Linked DNA regions of Mus musculus: regions 2, 3, 4, 5, 6 and 7 are each linked to region 1. Evidence: chromatin contacts called from public Hi-C and targeted proximity ligation data. All regions are on one chromosome and are shown on one strand. The core of a region is the stretch at or near the end of the contact, and the rest is flanking DNA. Distances in the headings are between cores, read along the strand shown.

Region 1 (2,896 bases), core at 159-2,658:
AATCCTCTTTATGTGAATCCCCTTTATTCTGGATTGGCCGCATTTTAATAATTGGGTATGAGACAGAGGCAAGTCCTCCATCCTCTTATTTTGGAAATTAAATTTACAGAACGGAGGCATTGTATGAGCCTCAGTTCTGGATTTTTAGCAAGACTACTGCAGTCTTTCTTTGCCTCGGTGTCCTCAGTGGCCAGTACTAGTGAGGCCCACAGAACGCCTTGAATTGGGCATTAAGCTACCGGTTCCTCTGTCGTGGAAAGCGCTATCATTAGGAAAAACGTTTTTCCCACATTTGTTGAACCAACAGCACCGTATTAGCCTGCACTTCGAGTTAAGGTGGGACTCAGAAATGAATGTCCCAAACACAGCAGCCTTGGCTACAATCCTGCTTGACTTTTTCCGAATTCTTTTGATTGCCCAGGGGTCAGAGGTTCCTTAGCTCAGCCTTAAGGCTCCCAACACCCGCCAAGTCTCAAAACTGCCTCGGGCGGGCTGCCACTCCCGGGTTCTGACCCTCTTCCGTAGGCCATCACAAGCCCAAGGCCCGACGGTCCACACTCGGACCCTCTTTCAACCCCGGAGTAAGTTGACTGGTGCCTCTAAAGAAAGGGAATGTCAAGAGTCTGCCGGCCGGGAAGCTCTGGGACCGGCCCAGTGCACGCCTCCCGGCTGCGGCTCTAAACCGGGCCGACGGCGTCCGCGCTCACGCGGAAAATTATGCCGGCTCCAGCAGCGCGTAAAATGGATGTGAACCGCACGGAGTGGGATCAGCGCGATCCTCCCTCTCTTGTCTCAACAGGGGTTTCGGCGCGTTGCACAAGGCCGAGCTTGTCTCTTTACGGAGACATCGGGCCCTAATTAGTGCGCACCCCCGCGCGGTCGCCAGGCCTGGGCTCCGCGTCGAACGGGAGATGAGCCTCGGAGGGCGTCTTCGGACCGGCCTGCAGTCTCACCGCCATCGCCGCCGAAACCTGCTTCTAAAGATGCAGCCAGTGCAGCAGCGACAGCAGCCGCCGCGGCTCGCCACCCCACGTTACTTTGATTGACAGCTGAACAAATGTTTCCGCGGTTCGAACGCTCGCACTAGGGAACAGCGGCCAGGGCGAGGCTCCGCCCCGGGCGGGCCGCTGCGCCCCGCCTCCGCCAGCACCAATTCTTTGCAGTTATTGGTCGGAGCTCCACGCCACGCCCTGTCCCCACGTGGGCCTAGCCTGCCCGGCCCCGCCCTCCTGGCTTGCCATTTGTCAGCGGTGAAATGATGGGCAGTAACACAGAACCGCGATTAATGTTCAGCCATCTCCGATTGGTTGATGCGGCGCCCTCGCGCCGCGGGAGGGCGGGGCTCCTGGAGAGCGCCGCGGAGAGCGCGCGGGGCTAGCCGGAGACTGTAGTCAATCTGGAGGCATCCTTGGCCACAGTAGCCGCGCGAGGACTACATCTCCCGGGATGCTCCTTGGGCCCTCCGCGGATGGTCGTGAATATGTATCAGAATGTTAATGATTAGCTGCTGCTAAATTTGGTCAAAGAAGTCACCTACACAGAGCGCGTTGTTAGAGCTGTTCCGAGCGGGCGTTCGGCTGTTGGCTGCCTTCTTCCCCCTCTTACACACTCGTGTATTATTTTGAGGTGGTGTTCGCAGAGTTTGAAAGAGAATTTTAAAAAGCCGCAAGCGTTTCGCTCTTTTATTTTTATAATCCCCTTCAATTTGGGGCTAAAAAAACAGGAAGGAAGAAAAGGAAATGAAATGTGGTAAAAGAAGCTAAAAGGTGCCTTTTAAAAGATCGTTGCTGTGAAGTGAAAAAAAATCTCCAGAGAACCCCCAAGCGCCGCGAGACCTCTTCCGAACCAAAGGAGTTTGCGCTCGCTCTCAGGGAAGAAGCGACCATTCATTCCGAGGAATAGCAGCCAATTAAAAGACAAATAAAAAAAGTTTGGAGTGGGGCGCGAGCAGGCGGGCGGCGCTCGGCGGGCGCGGGGCTCGGCGGGCGCAGGACGGACGGTGCCCGCCGCCCTCAGTGACGCCCGCGGGGAATGCGGAGCCGGCCGCCCGCGCCCAGCCGCCGCGCCTGCCTGCCGCCCGCGTCACGCGAGACCCGCAGGCCCGGGACGCCGCCGCGGGGCCCTCGAAGCGGATGAGCCGCGCGCCTCTGCCTGGCGCAGCCAACTAAAGCGGCGTGGATGATTCGCGACCTGAGCAAGATGTACCCGCAGACGCGCCACCCGGTGAGTGGCGCCGCGCCCGCAGCCCTGTCCGCGGCCGGCCGCTCCGAGGGTGCGGGAGGCGACCGACTTGTAGCCATTTTCTTATTGTTGTCTCTGAAGCCCCGGGAAGCAGCGCGCCGCCGCTCTCCGCCCGCGCGGCTCTCCCGAGGGGGGCGAGCCGGGCGGCGCGAGTCTGCGGGGTGGAGGGCGCCGGCGGCCACAGGCCGGACTCGCTCTGCTAGCTGACGGCCGCTCGACGCCATGGCGCGGCTGCCTCCGACGGGCCACTTTCGATTCCGGGTAGGGAGGGATGGGAGAGCCGGGCCGGGGGCTCGGGGGTTTGGGGGGTGACGGGGGGAGGCGGAAGCCAGGCTGAGAAGCTGAGCCGAGGGAGGCCGCCCGGAGGCACCGGGACCCCAGCAGGCGAGCGAGAGGCGGGAGCGGCGCGACCAACCCCCCCACGTCTCGGACCGCGGGCTGTCCACCCCCCACCTGCGATGTGGGCTAATTAAATATTTTATTGTTGTTCTTTAGGCACCGCATCAGCCTGCTCAACCCTTCAAATTTACAATTTCAGAATCCTGTGATCGGATTAAGGAAGAGTTTCAGTTTTTACAGGCTCAATACCACAGGTAACGATATTGACTTTAGCTGATCCTTCTGTTTGCTTAGCTCTTGTCTTACCCCCTTCCAA
Region 2 (2,896 bases), core at 215-2,714, 510 kb after region 1:
TCATCTGTCCAGTTAGCCTAAGAATTATTTTGGGTGTTTACTTTTTTGACCTCTTTATGAACGCTAGACACCTTTCCTGTGCCTGAAGTCTAGCATTTTTATGCTCCTGGAAACTTTAGTATTTCTTTGTCTCCACTTTCCTTGTTTTTTTCATTATATCTTCCTGCTTTCCTTTCTTCCAGAATTTAGGTTGATAATATGTGGTGGATGTAACTTGGTAAGTAGCAGTTTTCCGTCCATTGAAACAGCTCAAGTCCCAGGGGAGCTCATTAAGATAGAAGACAAGCAACTCAAAATATCTTCAGGAAGTACCTGAAACTAACAAGATTCACTAGGCCCCTTCCCTCTCAGAGTAAGCAGGAAAGACTGCTGAGAAAGATTGTCAGACAAGACAAGTGCAAAGAAAACTCTTAAGAACAGAGCAGCAGCCTGGAAGAAGCTTAAATGAGCCAAACAACCTGAGAGAAGCAGACACCAACAAAGCTGCCTGGAATAGGGATGGATCAACTGAGCCACCTGGAAAGGCTACTCTCCATCTCTTGAGCTGCCTGTAGGCAGAGTGCTTCATGTTTCTTGCTTTTATGAACTATCGCACGTGCTGGGTTAAAACTCTGGCGATGTAGCTGTCTTTGAGTAACTTCTGCTCTTGTAAGCAACCACAGTAAAATTCATGGTTCATTAATTTGGACTTTGGTTGTATTCATCATTTTGTCTGTCATGGGTTCCTTATTTGGAGTGAGTAGACATGATTGTTTTGTCTCCTTAGGAAAAATCTTGTTATTCCATAATAATGCATACTGTATTTAGGTATGCCTTCATCTATAACACCCACTGGCGACCATTTAAAAGCCAGAATTACTATCATAACTGCTTTAAATTTCCATGTCACTTGTGATATTAAACACACTAATTAATATAACAGCACTAAAATGTTTGCCTAGATTTCCCATGGATTATCTCCTTCGATCTCATAATTATATCAGGTAATTTATTATTAGCTCATTTTACATGTAATATGCTAAGATTTTGTGAGAATGTGCATTTTTCTGACATTGGTGAATGTCAGAACAAACAATTTAAAAGCTCTAAGTTTCCCTAAACATTGAAAAATGTACAAGAGAAAGTATTGCCAGGTGTTGTAGTATGGGAATAACATTTCTGAAATTCCTAAAGTTTTAAAGGATATGCAGTAAAAAAATGTTTCTCTGTATTAAAGGTAAATATTAACTCTTAATATGAAAACTTTGCTAGAAGGAGAAACACAGTTTAGTTACTAGTCTACTAGAATAGGTAAGAGGTCACATATTCAAAAGTAGACAGTAAAAGAAATCTCCTTTGAAATTAACTGACAGTTCTTTCCCTTTTTTTCCTTCCCTTTTCTATTGGCAGGGTAGACTGTTTACTGATCTGTCATCACTCAATATCACGTTGTCTCTGTGGGGCTCTGGAGTCTTAGTGTGGACTGAAGAGTACTAAAACCTCCCACACTTCCACAGTTGCCTAGTGGAGATGATAATTTTCAGTAGAGTTTGAACTGTTTCTTATTACAGTGGGACAAAGGTCTGTCTGCCTTTTATTGGGGGAAGTTTGAAACACCTAGATTGCAAGACTTGCAGTGGATCGGGTGTGAGGCAAATAAAGACAGGTTAGAAAGTGAGAAATAGGTCCAGAGTTCTATTTCTCCAGTTTTCAATATCCAGTGTTCATGTTTTGCCATAAGGTACTGTGGAGGTGGGTGATCTTGGGTCATCCTGAAAGGTTCTCAGTTATAAAGAATATTTATTATTCCAAACACTTAGACTTTACAACTGTACCATCATTTTGGCATTTACTATGACAGACAGAAGACATTTATGATTAAAAATATAAATAACTCTAAAACAGCTATGGTCATAAGCCATGCAGGAGGTAGGAGAAGAGGAGACAGAAAGCCAATTATGATATTGAACATAATTTGTTCTGGTGGAGCATGCTGCCTTACTTTGAAGAATCCCTTTCCTTTACCAAATCTCGGCATGCAAGGAGTGGGTTTCTTTTCCACCTCTGTATTAATGCTCACAAAGCTCAGATTTGCCTTGAACACAGGGCCCAGAGAAGCTGTGATGTGAAAGTTTGAGCTGAGAGTAGATGTTTTAATGCAAAATCAAAGAAAGGCCCAAGTGTTTCCGAATCTGTTGAACTATCTGGAGATGTAATATGGAATGGAATCACCTTGAGGAAACTGCTACAAATCACTCAAAGGAGAGAGCGCTCACGCTATATCAGGCAGACTAACTGCTTGACATCTTGCAGATATTTAAAAACATTCATAGTGGAGAGGAAAAGGCTGTCATGGACTTGGATAACATGTTGTGTAAGGTTCACATCGGTGAAATTGGGTGGCTGAAGCTGGACACATACTGTAATGGGAGAACTTGGAATCGTGTTCCGAGTGTCTATAGTTAGGTCAAATGGACCTTTTACTAGAGAAATGACATGTTGAACTGCTTACAGTTACACAGTGCACACATGCGGTTTCTCCTACAAACAGCAGAAAAGGATAATTTCTTGTAGCCCCTAGGAGTAAACAAGATTTTTTTGGCCAGAGTAAAGGAAGTAAAGATAAAAAGAGGAGAAGCTTTATCTCATATTGTTACAAGTTCACTTAGTTTCAGAGAAAATGCTGCAGGCTAGAAAACAGCCTGCAGAACACAATTATTAAAGAAGGGCATCAGAGCCATACAGAGAATTAGATACCAGTGTGAAGAATGGGGATCTCCAAGGAATGGTCAGAGCAGAGATTTTGAAGGAGCCAGCTGTACTGGAAGAAAAACTCTTTTTAATTAAAGTGGGCCAACATATGGGAAATAATACCTCATGTGTAGAAAGTTCTATTATTGAGAAGAGCACTTTTTCT
Region 3 (2,896 bases), core at 280-2,779, 470 kb after region 1:
CTGAGGTGTTTCCATCTGTCCAGTTTGTATTCTTAGGCCAGCACACTAGACAGCTGCCAGACGGAAACAGGTCAAGATGTGTCAGTGAACCTGATCATTATGAACTTGGGGAAAGCTAAACTGTCTTTTCAGATCTGGGTTTTGATTGATGAGTCATGTTGAAACCCATAGCCATGCAAACCCACAGTTCCATCACACTGTTCTTATACTTAGGTCACCATATGCTTGTTTCATCTTCAGTGTTTCACTCTAGTTCTGTTTATGCCGTTCATTAGCGTGGGGAGGAAGCATACGAGGAATAGAAAGAAAACAAAGCCTCAAAGAGTTGTATCCAGGACGAAAGCCAGCATGAACTGCTCTTTTCTTTTACCTTTTCATCTTTCTTTAAAGCAAAGAAAAACAAAACAAAACAAAATAAAAACCAAACAAACAAAAAATCAACTGTGATTCCTTTTTGCTGATGAAATTTCCCACCTGGTCGGACTTGTGACACGAAGAGCTATCTTGGGTTGTGCGGAGTGATTCAAATTCTTGTTCCTGAGGCACAACACCATTGCTCAGACCAGTAAGAAAGATCTTTGACTTTAAACTCTACAAAGGTTCAAACCAACGCTACTTGGCCTGCTTTGCTGTAGTTTGGGTCTCTTACCATTGCCGGGCTGGCTGCATGGTTCTGAGGCTTTCTCCCCCTAGTCACTCCTAAGTGAGTCAAAGTGAGTGAAATTTTGGCACATCCAAGTCCCTCTAATTACATCAATGGCAGTTTAGTGAGGAGCTGTTCCAGAAGGTGATAGCTTTATCCAGTGTCCTGCTGCAAAGGATTCATTTCCCCGTTTGCCCTCTGCTTCTCCTCTCCACTCAGGTTTCATATTCACTCCCGTGTCTTGGGAGTTGCGCTTTGTACTGGCAGTTATTATCATGTTCATTTTTTTTTCTAACTGACCTTAATTTTTCCCCTTTTCCCTGTCACACTAACACCTGAGGCACACAGAAATAAAATCCCTCCCAACACACCCAACAGCTTGCTGTGCCTTCTGTTTGCATGTTTGACTGCTTGGAAATTAATTAAGAGATGTTGATTTCAAAGTGCCTTTTTTTCTAAGTTTCTCAAATATTTAAACAAATTTTATACACTTTTTTCCCCACTTCCCCTTTCTCTCTGTTTGTAATAAGATTAATTATGTGAGGTGCACCGCTGCTTATCCCCATGAAGGAAAATCTAAAACGAGGGATTTCAGCCTCAAGAAGGCTATTTTGTCCTGTTTCCGATGTTCTAAAGGGATTAATTTACCATATCGTATAGCCCTGGAAGACTGTGATAATTGAAAACATCCATATTCATTGCATGTTCAAAGGGATCTGTCTGACTTTGTAATGTAAAAAGTGCATTTTTAACCTGAACGGGGACCTGCATCTGCTATTGCTTAATCCTATTAGTCGGACATTTCCAAAGCTTTAGTGTATAATCATTAGCTCGTGTTAATCCTGAGACATGCCTCCAGCCTCTGCCTGTCAGGAGGAATCCCTGCAGGGAAATGTGGAGGTGCTGATAGCACACCACCAGCTAATCTTATCTTAAATGCTAGCAGAATCCTCTATCTGTGAGAGCCAGGGAATTAAAAACAAATTTTTATGGGTATTGGATAGCAGGGTTCTCTCTCTCTCTCTTTCTCTCTCCCGGCTCTCTCTCTCTCTCTCTCTCTCTCTCTCTCTCTCTCTCTCTCTCCTCTCTTTTCCACTTCTTTCCTTTTTGTGCTCTCTTTCCCTCCATTCTTCCTTATGTGATGCTGTGAGTACTGTCAAGACAGGAAGAGTGGAAAGGGGGTTAAATCATTCAGTATACTTGTCAAGTCTTCTATCATTTTAATTCCTTGACGTCAGAAAGTGAAACCAATCCTGTGCTTTGTGCTTCTGTGGGTTGTAAAGATGACATGACGCATCCCAAGTTTATTGTCCCTTCCATTAATGGCCCCTGGAGACTCTAAACTCTGGGTCCTAGGCATGAATGGAAGCATGTCTGAGTAAAGAGGAAAATTGCCACTGTCTGCTAGCATGGGAGCCTTTTAAAGATACAGTTGAACTTGGTCATGGAGAATTGAGTGTAAGAGAATATGTGGGTCTGGGTATTGTGTAAGAGGTCTGTACAAAAGTGACAGAGTTTATAGCTGTGTATGCTAGATCACAGAAGACCATGTGTAAGGAGGTGCCTCCATTTCATATGGAGATTTTTTTTTTCTGCAAAGGATGTCAGAATATTTCTTCATTGATAATACATTTCAATATGGCAACCACAATGTGCTAGTTGCTGGGATTGCAATAGCAAATATATTCCCTGCCCTCATAGAAGTCTAGAGTAGCTATCCTGATGCTGTTGGGAACCAGAGAACAAAGAAGAAACAGTAATAAAAATTATTACACAAGGTGGTAACTGCTAAGATGCTGTTTTCATATTTTATTGTTTCAGTCTCTTGATAAATTCAGCCTGGTCGTTGGTGAGATGCCTCGAAGAGGCTTCTTCAGAGCTTCCTTGTCCCCTCTTTCTTATAGCACAGAGATTGTGACTATATGGTAAACACTTGACTATGTTAGTTAGATGAGTTTGTGTAGTTTACTCTGAAAATACTCTTAGTGGCTGGTCCACAACTGTGATGGAAACAACTGCTGTGCCGCTTCACGATTAAGCAGATACATGTACTGTTCATTTGATCACAGTTTCCAATGTAATGGTTTGAATATATATATATATATATATATATATATATATATATATATATATATATATATATATATTCTAACTTCTAGTCTGATGGTGTAAGGCAAAGGAACCTTCAGGAAGTGGGATGGAGCCCTTAGTAATGAAGTTACTGACCTTATGCTAAGACCATACCATTCTCTG
Region 4 (2,896 bases), core at 134-2,633, 460 kb before region 1:
TATACACATGGAGAGAAGAACACCCCTCCCCAGCCTTTCTGTTCACACAACTCAGGCACTGACATATTTAGAGTGGTCCTGTTCAGTGCAAATAATGCAAGCTCTGCTTCCCATGCAAGTCTTTCTTATAATCTCATTAAAACATTTTAAAGCAACAGATGCAATTAATTTTATAAACTTATCTTATTTACCCGAGTTACCTGAAATATTAAGAAGTCAACTTGTAATTGACCTAAACTTCTTGTTATCTGTCTCTCTTCCAAATTAAGCCTTTGGAATCTGGTGTATATCTTCCACTGACAGTCACATGTGACTAACGGGGCTTCTAATTTGCCAGAGAAGATTCAGAAAAATCTGAATTTTAAAATGCAGGCTAGCAAACTTGTCTGCCAAGAGGTCAAACCCCCTTTAGGCTGTGTTGGTGAATCACCTGCTCTGGTGAGTCCTTGCCTTCCTGATGTCTGCCTGCACACAGACACACTCCCTGCTGCAGTGAGGGACAGTTCCTGGCAAACATGTTTTCTCCTTTTAGGGTGGGGGAAGGGGTATTTCCTGAATAGGAGCTGGGGGTTATGGGAAAACAGGGGAGAAGAACAGGGATTAGTGGATGCTTTGCATTCACATCAATATTTGTTCTTGTTCTTATCAAGCAGAAAAAGCAGAAAGTCTCCCTTGCACTTCCCAGTTTTGTGATGCCCGTAAGGCAGAGAGGGAAGGATAGGAGAGACACAAGGGCCTGGAAAATCTTCAGCCCCCATGCCCTCATACCCACCTCATGCCTGGTCTTGGGAGAAACAGAAAGCCCTGACTCAGTGGTATCTGAACCCTTTGGCCTTTATATACGTAAAAAAGAATTCATGTTTCAAAAAAAGAAATGGATTTCTTCGGGTAAGCACACTAGAAATGAAAATGATTAAAAGCAAGTGCCTGAGAACCACCCAAATATTATGATCTCTTAAAATTAGTATGTATCAATTTTGCCTGAAAATACCTGTTCTCTGCCCTAGACCCTTAGAAATACATTATTTTTGTGAATAGATTATTCTTGGGGGCAGGTATTTTATCTGCTTGGGTAAACTTACTACATCACCACTTCACCCACCCCCACCCCCAATGCTCTTCATCCCAAGCCTGGGTCCAGTGAACTCCTAAAACCCCCCTGGCCTTCAGTTCCATCTGGTCCTCAGCCCTCTCTTGTCTTCATATGCATATGCAGCTCCTCTCAACAGGGCAGGGCTAACTTAGCCTAGCTGATTTGATGTAACTGGATAAAATTATTGTGCGCTGTGATTGTAAATACTCCTTCTCTCATTCCTAGCCTGGAAAGGCTGGAGAGCCATTACATCGTAATTGGGTAATTTCTTTTTTAGCTATCCAGAGGCATCAAAGGCTGTGTGGTGCAGGATGTCTGGTGCCAGCTGGTGTTAAAATGTTGTCAATTCTGAGAGAACCCAGGACCTAATTCATGGACGGAATCTTTTAGGATTTAAAGCACTTTTACTTAACTTGTTTTGAAACTGGAGATCTGAATCCACTATTCCAATCTATTTGAAGAAGAAAATATTTGGTCTGCAAGGTCTCTTTTGTTTCCATTTTCTTTCTTTCTTTTTTTTTCTCCTTTTCTTTTCCTCCCCCTGCTTTATGCACACTGCACTTTTGGAAATTTCAGCAAATTGCAAAGCCATGTGTTTATGTAGCAAATGGCTTTGTTCTAGTTCATTTGCAGCTTACAAAAATGTGTTTAGATGGAGATGTGCATAAAGACACACACACACACACACACATCAACACACACCTTATAGCTCAAAGAAAAGAGGTCAGTTCCTGGAGTTCATAAATTCTACCAATTAATTGGGCAGTGTGCGGCAGCTGTCATTGTACAGAAGACCAATAAAAGAAAATGAAGCCCGGAGATTCATTTCAGAATAAAAGTAGGGATGTAAAAATGTAAGGGAGGCAATCTTTTGCCCCAAGCATTATGTGCCAATCCAAAACAGAAGGAAAGGAATGAAAGCACTGTTGCAGGGAGGAGAGGGAGGTAGACAGAGGTAGGAAATAGCAGTGGGTGCTATTCTCGCCACTACAGAATCTGCGCAGCAAATTGCTGTGCTTTAAGAAGAAGTAGCAATCAGCACCGATTGAAATATCCCTGAATGCAGCTATAATGATGTTCCTCTTCTCCCTCTTGTGTCTGGCACGATAAGCCATCATCAGAAATGTGCACCATCATGCAGGGTACATTTTCTAAAGACAAGAACACCCCTGCATGTGATTCCGAGCCTGAGAGCAATCCGTGTGCCTGAGGTGCAGACACGGGGCCAGCTTCACCAGCATGTAACCTGTCCAATCACACGGAGGCCTCCTAGCACAAAGACCGCATGCTTCATTAAATGCCACAGTGTTGTCAACTTGAAATTAAAACTCCTCATAATTGTGAACAAGGAGCTATGGGTTTCATCTTGTTGTAGACCTTGTTAATATCAGAGGCATAAAATGCAGCTATTTAAAATGTCTGCACCTGAAAGATTCACGCACAGCTTCCCTGACCAGGTAATCAGGAACACAGAGAATAAAACAGCAAGTAGAGCGTTCTCACATATCATGAGGGGAAGTCACCTCTTGTCACTCGCTGGTTCCTGAATTACAGCAATTGCCAAAAAAAGCCACCTGCTGCCCTGAACCCCAGCTCTGCATCCACAGTCTACCAAGGCAGCTCTGGGTGTTCCTTAACTGGCTTGAGTTACAGAGCACCAAAGTCAAGTCGCATCAGAAGTTATTTGTTGTGAGAAGACATAACACAATCTGGTAGAAAGCAGAATCATACAAAAGGATCTCATGTGTATACTATTGTGAGCTTGTTAGGTGGAGGAAAAACAGGATAAAGGGGACACCGTAA
Region 5 (2,896 bases), core at 136-2,635, 430 kb after region 1:
CTATGTGCCACCCTGCTAAACTTATTGACTAAAACCTGATGCCCTGGGACAGTGATGGTATGTTCAGTAGGACACAGTGAGACACTGAGCTCTGTCCTGAGCTCCATCTACATGGCACGCTTCACTTTATTTAGTGCTGTTATTGTATAGAGGGCTTTGACTATCAAAGGGACCTGGATTTTATTCTTGGGTTTATCACTATCATTGTTAATTTGGATAAGGCTTCTTGCTCTGTTTTAGGTTTTTTGTTTTGTTTTGTTTTGTTTTTCATCATCTCTGGTAAATGAAACTAAAACCACAATCTGAATTAAATCTATCCTACAATTCAAAGGAGCGTGAGCCTGAGTTTTAAATGCTGAGTGTTGCTTTGATCATGGACTGATTTTTCTTTCCTGTTCTCACTTTCCTTCTATGCCTTAGCATTTGGGATGTGTGTTCCTGCACATTTGCTGAGCCTCCTCACTGTTTAATAAGAAAGGTTTAACAATCTGTGCTGTTCATTTCGGTATCAGATTTGATTCTATTTGCTTGTGTGTTTCAACAGGGTGGAGATGCATACAAGAACAAAGGAGGAAAAGACTGAAATTAGAATCAAAGGCCTGGCGTGGTAGAAGGTGTGGGAAGTCCATTTAACTTGACTTTTAACTACTCACATCAGCAAAGAAAAAAATTCCTTTAACTTGCTTAATCACATAATGAGTTCAAAACTGAGGTTTGCCAGCCAGTGAGATGGCTCAGTGTACAAGCCTCATGGGCTTGTTTAATTTCTGGAACCCAGATAAAGGTGGAAGGAGTGAAATGACTACACAAAGTTGTCCTTTGATCCCCACACAAATTCTCACACATGCACATCATATATATATATACATACAATAATGATGGGAAATACATTTTTAAAAGTTTAAGAACTGAGGTTTGAATAAAATTCTACCAGCTATTTTGGTCATTGTTTACAGGTTTAATGTGTGTACGTATGAATGTACCATACACTTGAGTGTGCATATATGTATAATACACATTTGAGTGAAGCGAAGGTTAAGAATGATTTCAAAGCCATGCTGATTAAAATTTATCTTTATTTCACTTCACCCAAGTCTACTAACTCGTACTGCCAAATAGTCCCTGCATCTGTGTTGCATGCCTCTTGCTTGTTTATGTGTGAACACAGACAGGGGTGCTCTCAGAGGTAACTGCAAGCTTGTTCCTACTGCACAGTCCTGAAATCTTCCTATGCTTTTTTTTTTCTCTTCATAAACAATACAAAGAAGTTGACAGGTCTGAAAGGGGCTTATGTGAAAAGATAATTAAGAGCTTTAGAGAGTGTCAAGAGTCAATAGCTCAGCACTGTCAGCACTCTGGAGTGTCTCAGGCTATAATTAGATGGCATGGAGGTGTAAGGCATGCTTGGCAGTTGATTCCTGCATGATCTCCAAGGGAAGAAACAAAGAGCGGCCTCCATGAGATGTCAGGCAAAAGGGGGGAACAGATGGACAGGACTCAATCATCCTAAGGGTTTGCTCTGTTTTCCCAGATGGCATTGTTTTGGTGAGAAGTTTCTTCGCCTTTTGACTAGTATTCACATGGGCCATTTTGCCTGTGCTCATAATTTACATAGTCCTCCAGAATTTGGACAGAGACATCTTTCCACTCTATGAGTGAGTGAGATCATTCCTAATTGGCCTCAAAGCCTTGTCTGTATTATCGAGTAAAATTACAACCTTTTTTTGTGTTTGTTTTTGTTTTTGTTTTGTTTTGAGATTATAATATAATTACAATATTTACACCTTTCCTTTTCTCTACCCAAATCCTCCCATATACCCCTCCTTGTTCTCTTTCTAATTCATGGTCTTGTTTTTGTTTGCTTGTTTGTGTTTTTTGTTTTTTTATTGTGTTGTTGTACAGTAATACTACTGATCAAAATTTGACCATAAAAGTTTCTTATTATATGGAACCTTAAATTGAATAAAAATGCATAATTTCAAAATGTTGTACATTAAGTAAATATGCCAATACTTTACTAAAATATGCCTATATAATGCCACAAATCAAAGAAACACAAATTTAGAGAATATGTGACAGCAAGTTGGCTTGAAATAAACTGGTGTGTTCTCGAAATGTAACTACTTCAAAAATTTATTCCTTGCCTGCAAGAAATCTGAGATAAACCTATGCAGATCTAACAATTTTGACATTTTATTCAAATTATTTTAAAATAAGAAAAAACAAAATACTACAGATAAAACTGAATCCATCCTCAGTCTCATTGCCTTTATTCATTCCAGGGACAATTACTTCAGTTAGTTTTCAATAATCTGTATATAGAAACCTGGGCAGTAACCTCACTCACTAAGATGAGTTCTTTCAGGCCAAGATATTTCAACACTTTAGATTATAAGGTTTAGAAGAATCCTCTTGAAGCTTTCATTCTCTCTAACTCTGAACAGCAAGCTAACTCTGATCTTCATTCTACCTTAAAATGTTTTATCTCAATCAGAGCTGTAGTCTTGACTTGTCCTGTAAAGCAGTCCTTCCTTAGCCAATTTTCTGTATTGTCCCCACACTCACTCCTCTTATCAGATGCCATCATGGCATCCGATGCTTTCTAATGCTCTGCAAAGCTCCAAATTTTTTACATCAGAGATCACTGACAAAACCTAGTCTTTAATGTAGAAGCTGGCGCCCCACACTCTAGTCCAAAATAACTGTTCATTAACTTTTAGTTATGTATCAATGTTCTTCCTAGACATTAACTGCTCATAGCCATGCCCTAATGTTTCACAGCTCTTTGCCTGAAATGATGCCATCTTGATAAAACACTACTCAACAGCTTGTATTCATTCCTTAACTCCTACTCACACTTTCTATGTACTATGTACTTTGATAATTCACACATTAA
Region 6 (2,896 bases), core at 267-2,766, 370 kb before region 1:
AAACAGAAAAGAACCAGTCTTGGTGTCTGCTGAGCCCATTAGCTCTCACCTGCACGTCTTTCTTCAGCATATCAATAGAATAATCTAGAAAGGCACAAGAATAAGAACAAAGCTTTGGGTCAATGAAATCATTCACTGATCCACCCGCAAAGCACTGTAAGTGGTGTGTTAGCTTAAAATCTCCTCCATGCTGCTTCGGCATCCTCGCATGGACCCTGAAACCAGGCAAATACTCGGAAGGAAAGCCTGAGGATTTTGATTCTGCTTTGCCTTGTTTGAACCCCAAATTAATCCTGAATTTTGATTTTTGGGCTTTGAATTTGCTCTGCAGATCCTGCAACACGAGGTAATTTAAACAGATAATGATGACTTAATGAATCCGACAGTGTCTTATCTCTCCCTCTGTACTTAATCATGTCTAAACCCATTTGCAGATTTCTGGCTCATGTCACTTATTAACATATCAAATACGTATCTGGTGCCTACTCCACGTCCCATCTTTTGCTAAATTCTGGGGATACTTAATGAGCAATGTTAGCAGCATCAATGCTTCTTGGGTAAATGCTTCTGTCTTTAAGGAATCCCAAGCTATTGCTGTACATGAAGTAGGTAAGGAAGGCAACAGGCTTGCCTTTTGCAGCAATGTTGATCCTTTGATCTGGATATTTATTTGTATGCTGATCAACTGAGTTACCATGACAAAGCAAAGAAAACACCACAGAAATTTCTGGAACCACGGTAAGAACAATGTAAGGGTTGCTAATAAAATATTGTTCTCTTTGTCCCCTTCCCTGAGTCTGATCTGTCCATGAGCAGACAAGCAACATCCCTTGGCTGGTCAAAACCACAGCCAATATATATCCATTCTATCTGCATTCCATTCCATAGACAGGCCAATTGCAAGGCACATGTTAGGGAACAAAAAGTCTATTGCTCTTGTGTCAGCTATAGAGAAGTATTAGTTCATACAGAAATGTTTCCAATATAAAAAAGCTGTCAGCATAGAGGATGGGGACTCTTTGAATTTATTCACCACATTTAGATATATTATTTCTTCATAATGTTCTGCACACATTACAAAGGAGAGATGAGAGAGAGTAAGACAGGAAAATGTAGAAAAGAGAATAGAAAAAAATTTGTTTGAGATAAAGTAAGTGTGGCCATCAAATCACCCTCAGGGCTGTCCTGAAGCCTCTTTTATCTAGCCTGCATCGGTTCTCCAATGTGTGGGATGCAAGAAACTTGGAAATTAAAAAATATGTATTTACATTCTCTTTGGGAGGCATGTGGGGTTCTAATGAATGTTTGGCTGACTCCAGGAAATCTGCCTTTTTAGGTCGAATCACACCCAGCTGTTTGCATTAAAGTCTATCCAATTTGATTTTCATTTGTCAGGCTGATCCCTTTGATGTCAAAATTACTCTCTCCTTCCCATTTAGTGCTTAAGAGCTTCCAGCTGCCCTTGGCTCTGTACTTGAGTTGGGGTCTTCAGCCAGTCTTTGGTCATATTGTTCTACTTTACAGTTGTTTAAACTCTATCTAAATGATCTCATACATCTTGATGACCTAACTCAAGACACTTCTCCAAGATGTCTCTGGACCTGATTTTTTTTTTTTTTTTAAGATTCACTTGCATTCTGTTCACCAGCTGGAAAGCAGCTCTGGCTGAGTCTATTCATTCCCAGTGAACACACCATTCATACCAACATCTTCTGTTCATTTGAACAACAACAAAAAAATGTTCAATTCTCTTTGGAATCATTGATTGCCACCTGATTTACAATGCCTCTTTCTCTCCTTCAGAACAGATTACCTCTCAGGGTTGAATGAGTCACAAATTGGTTTGGGGATCCTAAGTAGACCACAGAGTGTTGAATCAACACTTTAAGAGCTCTTCAGTGTCACAGTATTCATTCCTAGTTCTTGGGATTTGTTATGAGAGACATCTATTGTTGTCTTCCTTTATACGAGAGGAAATCAGGAGGCTAGATGGAGTACCCAGAAGAATTTTCTCTTTAATAACTATCTCGGCCAAAACTTTGCTCTGCAAACTTTGGGTCACACAAAATTCTACTTGTAAGAATCTTTGTGTATTTCTCCAGTACTCTTCTACCAGCTATTCTACCAGATATCATATCATGTCATATCATATTTTCTGTCTGTCGTATCATATCTGTCTGTCTATTAATCTATCATCTATTCATCTATCTATCCTTATCAGCTTTCATCTATCAGCTCTGATTTCTATTATCTATCAGCCATTATATCTATCGCCGTCTATCTCTTTTATATATTCTTTCTATAGGTAATTCAGCTTTACCTACATTATAGTCTATGCCTAAATATCGTGTTTTTGTTATTCTACTACTAACATGAATACATCAGATTATTTGTTTTTCTTTTAGAAATCAATAATTTCACTTGTTAGTAGGAAATGATGCTTTTATTTTAGGGTTGTCCTGAGGTTTACATAAAACAATATTGAAAAACCCCACCACCTCTGTGTTGGCTAGTTTTATGACAATGTGATGCAAACTAGAGTCATCAGAGAGGACGGGAATCAATTGAGGAAATGTCTCCAAAAGATCAGGCTATAGGCAGGCCTGTAGGGCATTTTCTTAATTAGCAATCAATGTGGGAGTATACTGCCCATGCTAGTGAGGCCACCCTTGAGCTGGTTGTCCTGGGTTCTAGAAGAAAGCAGGCTGAGCAAGCCATGGGAGAGCAAGCCAGTAAACAGCATTCTGCTGTGGCCTTTGTATCAGCTCCTCCTCCATGTTCCTGCCTTGCTTGAGTTCTTGCCTTCACTGCTTTTGATGATATATGGAACTCTGAGTGGAATATACCCTTTGTTCTCCAAGTTGCTTTTGGTCGTGGTCTTTTGTCACCGTAATAG
Region 7 (2,896 bases), core at 199-2,698, 300 kb after region 1:
AACAGGCTTTGATTTGCCCTGTGGTTCCAAGAGGGAATGCTGTCAGAGAGCAACAAAATGAACATGTTGCCTTCCTCAACCCTCATTGAAGCCTTCCTAGGGGTGGAAGAGCAACTTAGCCTCTTGGTGATTGCAGGGATGGACTTGAACCAAATTTGCACCAGTTCCTGGACCAGATCTATCGATAAAAGTGTGCTCTACCCTCACTGGCCTGAGCAGCCTGAGGGTTTCTTCTGTGGCACCCATGTCTTGGAGTGGTGGAGGAGGAAGCTTGCTTCTAGTGCACATGGAACCTCCTGTTTGAACCCATGGAAGCCCCGACATTTTGGTTCTAGTTGGGCTTCATCTTGTTTTAACATCGGTTTTCATAATTTGTTGCTTTCCTTTAAAGAACCTTTAGGATATTTGTTGTGTTTTGTATCCGTGGTTTTGATAGAACTTAACAAAAGCTGGACAATATCTAAGGGAGGAAAACCATGGAGATCTTCACAGACTGGAGAAAATGAGGAGAGTCTACAGCTTACCATGTCTTACGACTGCAAATATCAGGAAATCCACCTGTATTTCCCCCTGGCCTGCACAAAACCTAGGGTTTTCAGCACACTTGAAAAAATATTTTCCCATTGACCATCTTTAGCATCAACTAATTTAGTCTCCCCCTCCCCACCCCCATCTCCCTCTTCCATTCCCTCTCTTTGTCACTAGGAGAATGTAACTAAACAGTGTAGTATTCAGTAAACACCAGAGGCAGATAGCTTACTTCTTTTTCATTCTGATGTAACCTACTAGGTGCTGAGGAGTCTGTGTGGCATCAGGAGACTTAAAGGAACATGAAGCTCCTTACTTGGTTATCACAGCCAGAGGTACAGACAGGTCGTTGTGTGAGTGGGACTTTGAACTTGGAACTTCTAAGAGAATTCTGGAGTTCCAGGGCAAAGTATCCAAACAGGAAAATAAAAAGGACAACACTCATGTAATATCCTCTGTCCTCCTTTCTCAGACTACCCTTTACAGAGAATGAAGTGGGAATAGCATGCAGAGACTCGTAATGAACCCTGAAAATGTCTGTCACCAATCAGCAAACAGCCCCCACCATGACTTGGTGCATGGATGCCCCTGTGACTAATTTGCCACATCTTTTTGTAATAACAAGGGATTTTTTAAAGGTGTTTATCCCATCCACAGCTTTTTAAAGCAGCGAGTTCATTTAAATAATTACCTAGTCATTTAGTTAATGCATTCTTTTTTAAACTTGACTAACTACAGCGTATGTGGTTTTGATGGAAAAAGAGCCCCCTTTATGTAATAGCACTGTTTTTTCCCCCACAAAATAAATGCAACACAATTATTTTACTGCAGAGAAATTAGCTCATTTGCAAATGCCACCTCAGAACACAAGAAGAATGGCATTTATTGAAGCACTAATAACGGCACCATGTTAGAATAATTTTATGCTGACGGGTCCACAATCACTCAACATTTTAAGAGCTGTCATCACACCAGCATGAGCTGCATGCAAAAGTACAAATTTATGCTGTGACATCATGGCACTGAGTGTAATTGGAATAAAATCACCGGCTTCTCTTTGGCATTTGCTTGTATTTCTGAGGCCTTCCTTGCCCACCCAGAGTGGATTCTTGGTACTGAACCAGCAGTCACATATTCTTTGAATGTAGCATGGACCAGGCTCATGCAGGTGGGCCCTTCACATACTTCTGAAGGACACTTTCCAGTGGGTGTTCAATGACCTGTGCTGTGACTGAACAGAGAACTACAGAGCTGGAAGAATCACAAATCAGCCAAAGACACTCTTTAGATCTGGATAATTAAACAACAGTCACTATACAATGGCTGAAGACCTCATATCAATTTTAGCAAGTTAATAAATTCCAGTCATGGCCTATAGTTAAGTACTGTGCTTGAGAGAATCAGACTTCCACATTGATCCTCTGGACTTTCTATAACATTTTACTCTTATTTTTGTAGTATGGGAATGGTGCTTTCTGAGAACAATGTCACCTGACAAGAGATGACAATGATCATGGAGAAAGGGCACAAATGCCCCTGTCATATTTAGACATGGTACAGTGCTTAAAATTTCACATTTCTTGCCACTGAGGATAATCAGATGTGCTCTGCCCTGAGAAAGGAGGTGTTGATGTACATCTTTTCAAATCTGGGCTGAACTCTGTAATTGGGAACCGTGTTTGGGCACACAGGTGTGGCTGTCTGTCAAAAAATTGAGGGGAGGTGCGTGGGCACATTTCTGCAAAACACATCTCAGTGTTCCCCTCCAGAATGTTGAAAATGTGGAATGTGGGAGACTGTCTGCAACCCCCATGACTTGTGAGTGGCTGTCTTACTAAGCTTAAGGAGATGGTTAACTTAGATATAGGGAGGAAATATAATTAGGGGCCAGATAACTGGTAAACATAACACATTTGTGTTAAGGGATGACAGAGTAGAAGGGTGTTTCCTTTGGAGGATACAGTTCCCAAGGATGTGCTCTCAATGATGTCCAAACCCTAATGATCAGCTCTTGTGAATATGTTACCTTATATGGCAAGTGGGACCTTGCAAATGTAATTAGGAGTTCTGAAATGGGCAGATTATCTGAGTTATTCATATGGTTCTAATGTAGTATAAGGGTTCTTAGAACAAAAGAGGAGAGATGAAGACTCAGTCAGAAGCAGAGGACAGAAACAGAGCATAAGGGGATGTGGCAGCTGCCTTTGGAGATGGAAGGGATCATGAATCAAAGAATGGAGTCAGTGTACAGGATCTTGATAAGCCAAGAAACAGACACCTCCCGAGCTTTCAAAGGAAGGAATCTGTGCTCACATCCTGATCTGAGCTCCAAGAGATATCCCAGACTTCTGGGCTCCAGAACTATAAC

Evidence for each region. Hi-C and Micro-C count contacts between places; a contact is called where the count stands out from the background.
Region 2: a targeted proximity ligation map of kidney shows a contact between it and region 1, with 4 times the contacts expected there. A contact is called at or near these places in 2 of 484 Hi-C or Micro-C datasets (embryonic fibroblasts and olfactory sensory neurons) and 12 of 130 datasets of targeted methods (the 230-238 cell line, craniofacial prominence, embryonic basal ganglia and 8 more).
Region 3: a contact with region 1 is called in a Hi-C map of the N1E-115 cell line, with 5 times the contacts expected there. A contact is called at or near these places in 2 of 484 Hi-C or Micro-C datasets (the N1E-115 cell line and myocytes), 4 of 130 datasets of targeted methods (craniofacial prominence, embryonic hindbrain, embryonic midbrain and 1 more) and 2 of 9 other capture datasets (embryonic tail and embryonic trunk).
Region 4: a targeted proximity ligation map of forebrain shows a contact between it and region 1, with 8 times the contacts expected there. A contact is called at or near these places in 3 of 39 promoter capture datasets (the SN4741 cell line, embryonic stem cells and neural stem cells), 4 of 484 Hi-C or Micro-C datasets (cerebellar granule neurons, forebrain, ganglionic eminence and 1 more), 12 of 130 datasets of targeted methods (SST interneurons, acute myeloid leukemia, craniofacial prominence and 9 more) and 1 of 9 other capture datasets (embryonic stem cells).
Region 5: a targeted proximity ligation map of embryonic basal ganglia shows a contact between it and region 1, with 3 times the contacts expected there. A contact is called at or near these places in 1 of 39 promoter capture datasets (hippocampal neurons), 2 of 484 Hi-C or Micro-C datasets (3T3-L1-derived adipocytes and cardiomyocytes) and 3 of 130 datasets of targeted methods (embryonic basal ganglia, embryonic forebrain and large pre-B cells).
Region 6: a targeted proximity ligation map of craniofacial prominence shows a contact between it and region 1, with 4 times the contacts expected there. A contact is called at or near these places in 2 of 484 Hi-C or Micro-C datasets (cranial neural crest and nephron progenitors) and 6 of 130 datasets of targeted methods (craniofacial prominence, embryonic hindbrain, embryonic midbrain and 1 more).
Region 7: a contact with region 1 is called in a targeted proximity ligation map of embryonic basal ganglia, with 2.3 times the contacts expected there. A contact is called at or near these places in 1 of 39 promoter capture datasets (hippocampal neurons), 3 of 484 Hi-C or Micro-C datasets (cerebellum, cerebral cortex and cortical neurons) and 6 of 130 datasets of targeted methods (the 230-238 cell line, embryonic basal ganglia, embryonic forebrain and 3 more).

Annotation. Positions count from the first base shown.
Region 1 is chr19:14,596,695-14,599,590 of GRCm38.p6, reverse strand. Tle4 (transducin-like enhancer of split 4) reads left to right here and starts at 1,408. Exons shown (of 20, transcript NM_011600.3): 1 at 1,408-2,223; 2 at 2,737-2,834. The coding sequence starts at 2,179.
Region 2 is chr19:14,088,024-14,090,919 of GRCm38.p6, reverse strand. Gm31331 (a long non-coding RNA gene) reads left to right here. Exons shown (of 3, transcript XR_386562.3): 3 at 183-679. Among named protein-coding and RNA genes, the nearest start is that of Gm31331, 7.3 kb to the left of the region's middle.
Region 3 is chr19:14,122,469-14,125,364 of GRCm38.p6, reverse strand. No RefSeq gene overlaps it. Among named protein-coding and RNA genes, the nearest start is that of Gm31331, 27 kb to the right of the region's middle.
Region 4 is chr19:15,052,243-15,055,138 of GRCm38.p6, reverse strand. No RefSeq gene overlaps it. Among named protein-coding and RNA genes, the nearest start is that of Gm46645, 290 kb to the left of the region's middle.
Region 5 is chr19:14,164,445-14,167,340 of GRCm38.p6, reverse strand. No RefSeq gene overlaps it. Among named protein-coding and RNA genes, the nearest start is that of Gm31331, 69 kb to the right of the region's middle.
Region 6 is chr19:14,968,886-14,971,781 of GRCm38.p6, reverse strand. No RefSeq gene overlaps it. Among named protein-coding and RNA genes, the nearest start is that of Gm46645, 370 kb to the left of the region's middle.
Region 7 is chr19:14,299,938-14,302,833 of GRCm38.p6, reverse strand. No RefSeq gene overlaps it. Among named protein-coding and RNA genes, the nearest start is that of Gm8630, 130 kb to the left of the region's middle.